Regions from separate parts of the Sus scrofa genome. Here region 1 is linked to region 2. A link is a contact called in public HiChIP or PLAC-seq data. All regions are on one chromosome and are shown on one strand. The core of a region is the stretch at or near the end of the contact, and the rest is flanking DNA. Distances in the headings are between cores, read along the strand shown.

Region 1 (3,369 bases), core at 538-3,037, 88 kb after region 2:
TCCCCGTGCCGCCGCCCCAGACCCCCAGTGCCAGAAGCAGGTCCCCCCACCCTTTCCCAGACTTCAGTGCCCACAGTCTCGGCGCCCACGGCATCGTAAGATGCCAAAGTGGCACAGTGGGAAATGAAAGAGAAAGAGGGAGGGAGGGAGAGCGAACTCAAATAAAAGCCAGACTCAGCAAAGCATCCTCTTCCGGGCATTAGGTCCCAGGACCTCGGAGAGTCAGAGAAAGAGAAAGATACCCACAAAAGTGAGTCAGAGACCCCTGAGTGCCGAAGTCCCGAAGGGCAAAGAGAGCTGTGAGTTGGGGGAAGGGCTGGCGGAGGGGCAGGGCCGCTTGCCTACCTGTGATCCGGTCTCTCTCCATCACTCCGGGTATATTTAGCAGCAGGCGGGAGTCCCGGCGTCCCCTCTTCCAGAGGCGTCCTCCCCTTTCTCACCCCGGCGCCCTCCCTCTTCTGCCGCCTCCTCCTCCAAAACTCTTTGTCTGGTCTAATTTCTTCAATCTGTTGCAATCACGAATGCATCCAAATTACCACATTTCCATGTGCTGATCATATGTCTGTGCTCCAAACTGAAGTAGCATTGTCTCTTTGAATCGAGAGGAAAGGGAGCGAAGGAGAGAAAATTTAAAAAAAAAAAAAAAAAGGAAGAAGAAGAAGGAGAAGGAGAGGCGGGAGCGCGGGCGGGACGTGGGCCTTGAAAAGCTCGCCGGGGGCTCCAGGGTCCTCCGGGCGGGCGAGGACCGCCGGCTGGCGGGGCTTTGTGCGCGGTGGCTCCAGAGGTGCGGCGCGGCTTCCGGCCTTCTCTCCACCCCCTCCAGCCCCTCCGCCCCGCGCTCCTCTCCTCTCGCTGCTCCTTTTTAATATCCACTTGGAGAAGCTTCACTTAAGCCTCTTGGAAACCAGCTCAGAGAGTCAAATTCCTGGCGACTTGCGAAGTCTTTCACTCCCGCCCCCTCGCCCCGCGATGCCGCGATTTCCTTTGGTTTAAAAAGCCTGGTTGCTGCCTGCCCGCCCCCGACCTCGGCCAGTCACCCCAACTCCGACCCAGCTGGAAGGAGGGGCAGCCGCACCCCAGGCCGGCGGCCGGGGGACCGGCCAGGAGGACACCTGAGGGGGATGAGCCCGGAGAAGTCACCCCTGCAGACACCCGGGTGTCCCTTCAGCCGCGGTGACAGAGGCAGCTGGCCGTCCCGCCCAAGTGGAGGGAGCGAGGGATGGAGACTTCCTGGAAGATTCCTACCACACGCTCATGAGTCAGTGAGTCTCCAGCTGTCCCGGGGAGCGAGCGCAGCTCCTTTGCCACCGACTTCCCCAGACTCAGCGCCTCTCTGGGCGGGGACACGGGGCCAGGCCAGGCTGGGGGCTCAGTGCTGCTCCCCGTGGTTCACCTGGCGACATGAGGGGCCAGCACGTGGTCAGAGTGAGGACTGGGGGCTGGGCTGGGGGCTGGGCTGGGGGGGCGGGTTGGGGGGATCCCCTCTGTCTTTAAGCTTCCTTCACCGCGAGGGTTCAAACTGGCAGCCCTCTGCCTGAGACACAGAAACGGGTTTTCTTCGCCTGACCCTGTTCAAAGAAAACGCGCATTCGTGCCAAAGTCGGGCGCGTGGGCAATTTCACCGAGGGCTCCAGGTTTTCCGCTTCTCTCGGGAAAGGGAGGGCATACGGCCACGTGGACGGAGCTTCCTGCCCGGACGAGCCTACCGGGCTGGTTGGAAGGGTGCTACCCCTTTAGATGAAGCCACGTTTTCTGGTTTGCTGTGGTTCCCACAGTCCCTTGACTCATTTTCATTATTTGCCGGCCCCTCCCCCAGGTGGCCTCTGAGTTTGCAGTCCCTCCCGCCCCACAGTCACATGGGCTGTGTCACAAGAGGCCCATGCACAGTTCTCTGTTGGATGGCACAAAGTCCTTGTCCCCTCTTGACCAGGCTCAGTCCCCAAAGCAATCTCCTAGGTAGCATGGCATCTTCTTGTGAGTGTGTACGGGGCAGCTGCGAGGAGGTGGGGGTGACATCTTCCGGGAGACACCAAACAGCAACCCCCACCCCCAGCAGAGCCTGGAGGACAGCTGCCTATGCTGCGAGGGAAGGTGGGGACAGAGATCCAGCCAAGGAGGACCCAGGGGCTCTGGGGGCACTGCGGGAGGCTGAATAACGGCCCCAGAGTTCTCACCGCCTAACCCCAGCACCTGTCAACGCGACCTTATGTGGAGAAAGAGTCCAGTTGCAGGTGGAATTAAATGAAGGATCATGAGACTGTCCTGGGTCCTTAACGCCATCTCCGAAGAGGGGGCAGAGGGAGATCCCCCTGCCACACACACACACACGAGGGGTGCACAGACAGAGCAGAGAGACTGAAGATGCTGGCCTTGAAGACTAGAGGGACAAGCCACAAGCCCAGAAGGCGGGCGGCCCCCAGAAACTGGAAGAGGCAGGGAACAGCTTCTCCCCCAGAGCCTCTGGGGGGAACAGGCCCTGCTGCGACCTGGACTTCAGACTTCCGGCCTCCAGAACTGTGAGAGGACAGATTTCTGTTGATTTAAGCCACCAAGGTGGCGGTCATTTGTCACAGCCGCCACAGGACTCTCCAAGAGGCACCACAGACCCCCCTGTATGATTTCACTTCATTCTAAAACATCGCATTCCACCAACCCCCGACAGGCGCTGAGTTAGAACAATGGGAATCATGAAAGGGTTTTGACTGATTTAACCTCTTTTCTGATTTCGAAAAAATAAAATCCTATTGTCTTATCTGATTATAAATGTAGTATATATGCAGTGTATTAAATTTAGCAACTATAGAACACGTATAAAGAAGAAACCCCTCTAATGCCATAGGGGACTCCCCAGTACCAATTCCCGCTGCAGGGAGCAGGTCCAGGAAGGCCCCAGGAGCTGGCAGACCCAGGCCAGGCCATGGGGGGCGTGGGGAGGAGGACAGCAGGCTGGGCCAGGCCGAGGAGCCTGCCACCCCGACTACCTCCCGCGGGCGCTGGCTGCTGCACAGGCGCTGGATTTTCTTGCTGTGGTTGGTGCAGCTGCTGAGCACAGCTTTGACCCTGGGCTTTCCCTCCCCCACCCCAGCCCGGCACAGTCTGGCTCAATGTCCATTCCCAACCATGCCTAAAACTCCAAGCATGCTGGCGCAAGCGGGGGATCATTTGAAACCAAAAACCTGGCAGCCCCCATTGGCCGTGTTAGTTCATGAGCTGAGCCGAGGCTGGACGCAGAGGCGGGGTGAGCCGGAGAGTGAGAGAAGGGCGCAGCCGACCCGCAGTGTTCACTGAGTCCACGCCGTGTCCCCAGCACCGGCCACTCAGGGGGCAACTGAATCCTGGCCTGAGTCCCCAAAGGGGGCTCCCCACGTG
Region 2 (3,566 bases), core at 44-2,543:
CAGAAGGGCCCCGGGACAAACAGCGAGCCGGGTGGGAGACGGGATCACGCCCCCTCCTCCTGGAGCCTGTGAGTGGCACCTTGAGGGCAGGGCGGTGATGAAGGACTGAGATGCAGAGGGCACCCTGTGATCTGGGGGGACCCCAAATGTAACCACAGGGTCCTTGGGGGAGGGATGCAGAGGGAAGCTTGAAGAACCCAGAGAGAGGGACTGCAGGATGACGGAGGCAGGGTGGTGGAGTGAGGCGGCCACAAGCCAAGGGACAGCAGCAGCCACCAGAGGCTGGAGGAAGCGAGGACAGATTTCCCCCCCTGGAGCCTCTAGACGGAGCCAGCCCTGTCGACACCTTGACCTAGCCCAGCGACCCCGATTTCAGCCTGCTGACCCCCGAACTGTCAGAGAATACATCCCTGTGGCTTTAAGCCACTGAGTGTGTGCTAATTTGCTACAGCAGCCATGGAAAATCACACAGCCTCACAGTCTGGAACGTGACCTGTGTAAGTTCGGGGCTTGCTCGCTTTTCTTTCCTTCCTTCCTTCCTTCCTTCCTTCCTTCATCTTTTTAGGGCTACACTCGGGACATATGGAGGTTCCCAGGCTAGCGGTCAAATCGGAGCTGTAGCTGCCGGTCTGTGGCACAGTCAGAGCAACACAGGATCCGAACCGTGCCTGCTGCCTAAACCACAGCTCATGGCAATGCCGGATTCTTAGCCCGCTGAGTGAGGCCAGGGTTTGCACCTGCATCCTCATGGATACTAGTCGGGCTCATTAACCACTGAGCCACGATGGGAACTCCACTTGGGGGCTTCTTGCACAGATGAAGGGCTGGAAGGGAACTGGCTCCAGGCCGTGCATCTGTGAGCAGCATCCTTCCCAGACCCGAAGGGGCCTACGTCAGATTTGGGGAGGGGCTAGACTCACCCTGGCAAGCAGAGGGAGCCCCCCGGCTGGGCACCAGCTGACATGCAGCGGAGAGGAGGGAGTCCCATCGTGTCCTGACAAGGGCGCTGGGAGTCGTTTCCAACCGCGCCCGAGCGGAGCCCACCCCTCCCTCAAGAGCCCCCAGCAGAAATGGTCGCAGTGTTGGGGGGGGGGGGGGCAGCGGCCCTGGTCAGCTGTCCTGAAGCAAGATCCTACTCCGGGAGGCACAGAGGGGCATCGGGCTCCCTCCTCCAGCTGGACTAACTGGGTGCAGAGCCCAGCAGCCTCCAAGGGAGTGGCCAGCCCCGTCCTGCAGGGCCATGTGTGACGCCCGAGGCAGTGGCGCTAGCATCAGCAGCATCCTCAGAAGAGAGGAAGTGGCTACATAGCATCCTGCCTCCCTCTCTCTCTCATGCACACGCACACGCACTGCCCCCACCCCAGGTCACAGGTCCCGGACGTTTCTCCTGCCAAGCCTGGTTGTGAGCGCAAAGCTCAGCCCTCCTGCCAGCTCCCTTCCCACCCACCCCGCCAGCAAAGCCCCACGGGACGCAGCAGATGTTCCTCGCCAAGTGCCAAGAAAAACGTCCTTCCCTCTCCTCTGTGGGCAGGTCGCTGGGCTCCCGCACAGGAGGCCGGGGGAAGGGCCAGGCCGCTGCAGTGTGGGTCTGGGGGCTGACCTGGGCAGGGAGCACAGGCAGCCACACGCCCCCAGGGAGCCTCTGCGCGAGAGGCAGGCGGGCCTCAGAAAGGTGCTGGCGCTCTCATAAGCCCCCACTGTCCCTGGGGGGCCCCCAAAGCCCCGCGTGAAGACCCAACATGCAGGGGGACAGAGGGGCCCTGCCCCCACAGCGACTGCAGCAGCAGAGCCGTGCTCGTTGCTGTCACACTGGGTTGAGAGCTTGCTTTCTTCCGGTTTCTTTTCAACTCAACCAGAGAGAACGGTCGGCTGCCCTCAGCTCAAAACCGAGGCTGCCTCCCCTTCCTCTGGCCCAGACTCACTTCCTCTCTGAACATTCAACCTGACCTCCTCACAGTTGGTCTACACTGTGGCTTCTCTCTCCCCAGCACCCACTCACTTCTTCACCTTTGCCGTCTGGCTTCGGACCATTTCACTGCTAAAACCGACCTCCTGGAAAGGTTCTCCTGGTCAACCTCCAGTCCCCCCGCCGGAGTGACCTCGGGGGCAGCCTGAGACCTGCGTTAACCACCCCTCCCAGGAGGGCACGTCCCCAGCCACTCTGTCTCCTCGTCCCCCAGGGCAGGGGTTCCGAGCACACGGAGGCCCCGTCTCAGTCTCTGCAGGGAATGGAGCGGCTGGCCTCACCCCGGCAACCAGCTTTAGCCGTGACCCCAGGGCCGCCTCTGGTCCTGACCGCCTCCCTGCCAGCACATCTCTACCGCGTTCAGTGTTCTTAGGACCCTAGGTCTTCATCCAGGCCCCGCAGTCTCCCAAACCCCATCTAAACCTCCCTGTTAAAAAGTCACTGCCGCGGCGTTCCCGTCGTGGTTCAGCGGTAGCGAACCCAACTAGTATCCGTGAGGATGGATGCAGGTGCAATCCCTGAACTTGCTCGCAGACGCGGCTCAGATCCTGCGCCACTGCGGTTGTGGTATAGGCTGGCAGTTACAGCTTCGATTCAACCCCTAGCCTAGGAACGTCCATATGCTGCAGGTGTGGCCCTAAAAAGCAAAAAAAAAAAAAAAAAAAAAAAAAAAGTCACTTCCTCCAGGAGGCCCTCCAGATGTCCCTCCATCAGATGTGACCACTACCCCCATTTTGTGCTTCCCGCCTCATACCCTGACCTGGTGCACTTGCCTGGCTGACTTACTCACCCCCTCCCGGTCGCCTAGGAAGCAGCCCTGATAAATATTTGTGGGACTCGGTGGCAGGAAAGCCCCATTTCCTCCTTTCTAAGAAGAACTCCCCCCGCCCCCACTGTCAGGTGGCATCTTCCCCTTGCAGGCACCTTCAATACACATTTCTTTTTCCTCTGGCGAAGCTCTCATTAAATCAACAATGTGTCAGAAAGTATTTGATGACATCTTAACTCATCTGCAGCCAACTCGTGTTATTCTGCACGTGGGACACTATGTAGCTGAGCGGTAGCCCTGGGCACGCTTCCAAGCCCACTGACCCCCATCCTCCTCCCAGAATCCTCAGCACCAGCAACAACACAACCAGACCCTTGACGTGTGTCTGGCCCCATGAGCAGTGTCGCCCAGGGGAGGTCTCTCCGGGTGTCAGGCGCGAGGGCCGCCAGGTGGGGGCGCTCCAGGTCGGCATTAGGTGCCAAGCTCCCGACCTCATCCTTTGCTGAAATAATGCCCCAAACAGAAGCTTAGCAGCTAAGACGGTAAATTTTGGGTCAAACAATAAAAGCTTTGGTACTCTGAGGGAGGACTAAGGCTCTGACTCGGAGTGTGGGGGGCTGTGAGCGAGGAGGGGGTCCGCAGAAGAGGGGGTGTTGGCTTGGCTCCTGCAAAGAGGTTCTCAATTCTGGTGGCCCATTACCATTCTAAGGGGCGCTTCTAGGAAATTCGGGTGCCCGGGCCCCACCCTAGCGATTCCGACGGAACTAATCTAGGAGGTGGTGATGTTTAAACATTTCTCAGGGGCCTCCAGTGGGGGCCTGGGCGTAGAAC

The links. HiChIP or PLAC-seq counts read pairs in DNA pulled down with a chosen protein or histone mark.
Region 1: a contact with region 2 is called in an H3K27ac HiChIP or PLAC-seq map of skeletal muscle. The contact joins two enhancer-like sites. A contact is called at or near these places in 9 of 47 Hi-C or Micro-C datasets (alveolar macrophages, embryonic fibroblasts, fetal heart ventricle and 6 more) and 2 of 2 datasets of contacts at active chromatin or transcription factors (alveolar macrophages and skeletal muscle).

Annotation. Positions count from the first base shown.
Region 1 is chr12:4,379,179-4,382,547 of Sscrofa11.1, forward strand. No RefSeq gene overlaps it. Among named protein-coding and RNA genes, the nearest start is that of SEPT9, 33 kb to the left of the region's middle. Within about 2 kb of position 1,788, at least 38 of the 83 cell types and tissues checked have an H3K27ac peak or open chromatin away from gene starts, as enhancers often do. A contact at or near this core is called in alveolar macrophages, fetal liver, liver and 2 more, where this site is marked.
Region 2 is chr12:4,291,423-4,294,988 of Sscrofa11.1, forward strand. All of the region lies in intron 3 of SEPT9 (septin-9), which reads right to left. LOC106504796 (basic proline-rich protein-like) reads right to left here. Exons shown (of 2, transcript XR_002336965.1): 2 at 2,638-3,566. Among named protein-coding and RNA genes, the nearest start is that of SEPT9, 54 kb to the right of the region's middle. Within about 2 kb of position 1,294, at least 30 of the 83 cell types and tissues checked have an H3K27ac peak or open chromatin away from gene starts, as enhancers often do. A contact at or near this core is called in alveolar macrophages, fetal liver, liver and 2 more, where this site is marked.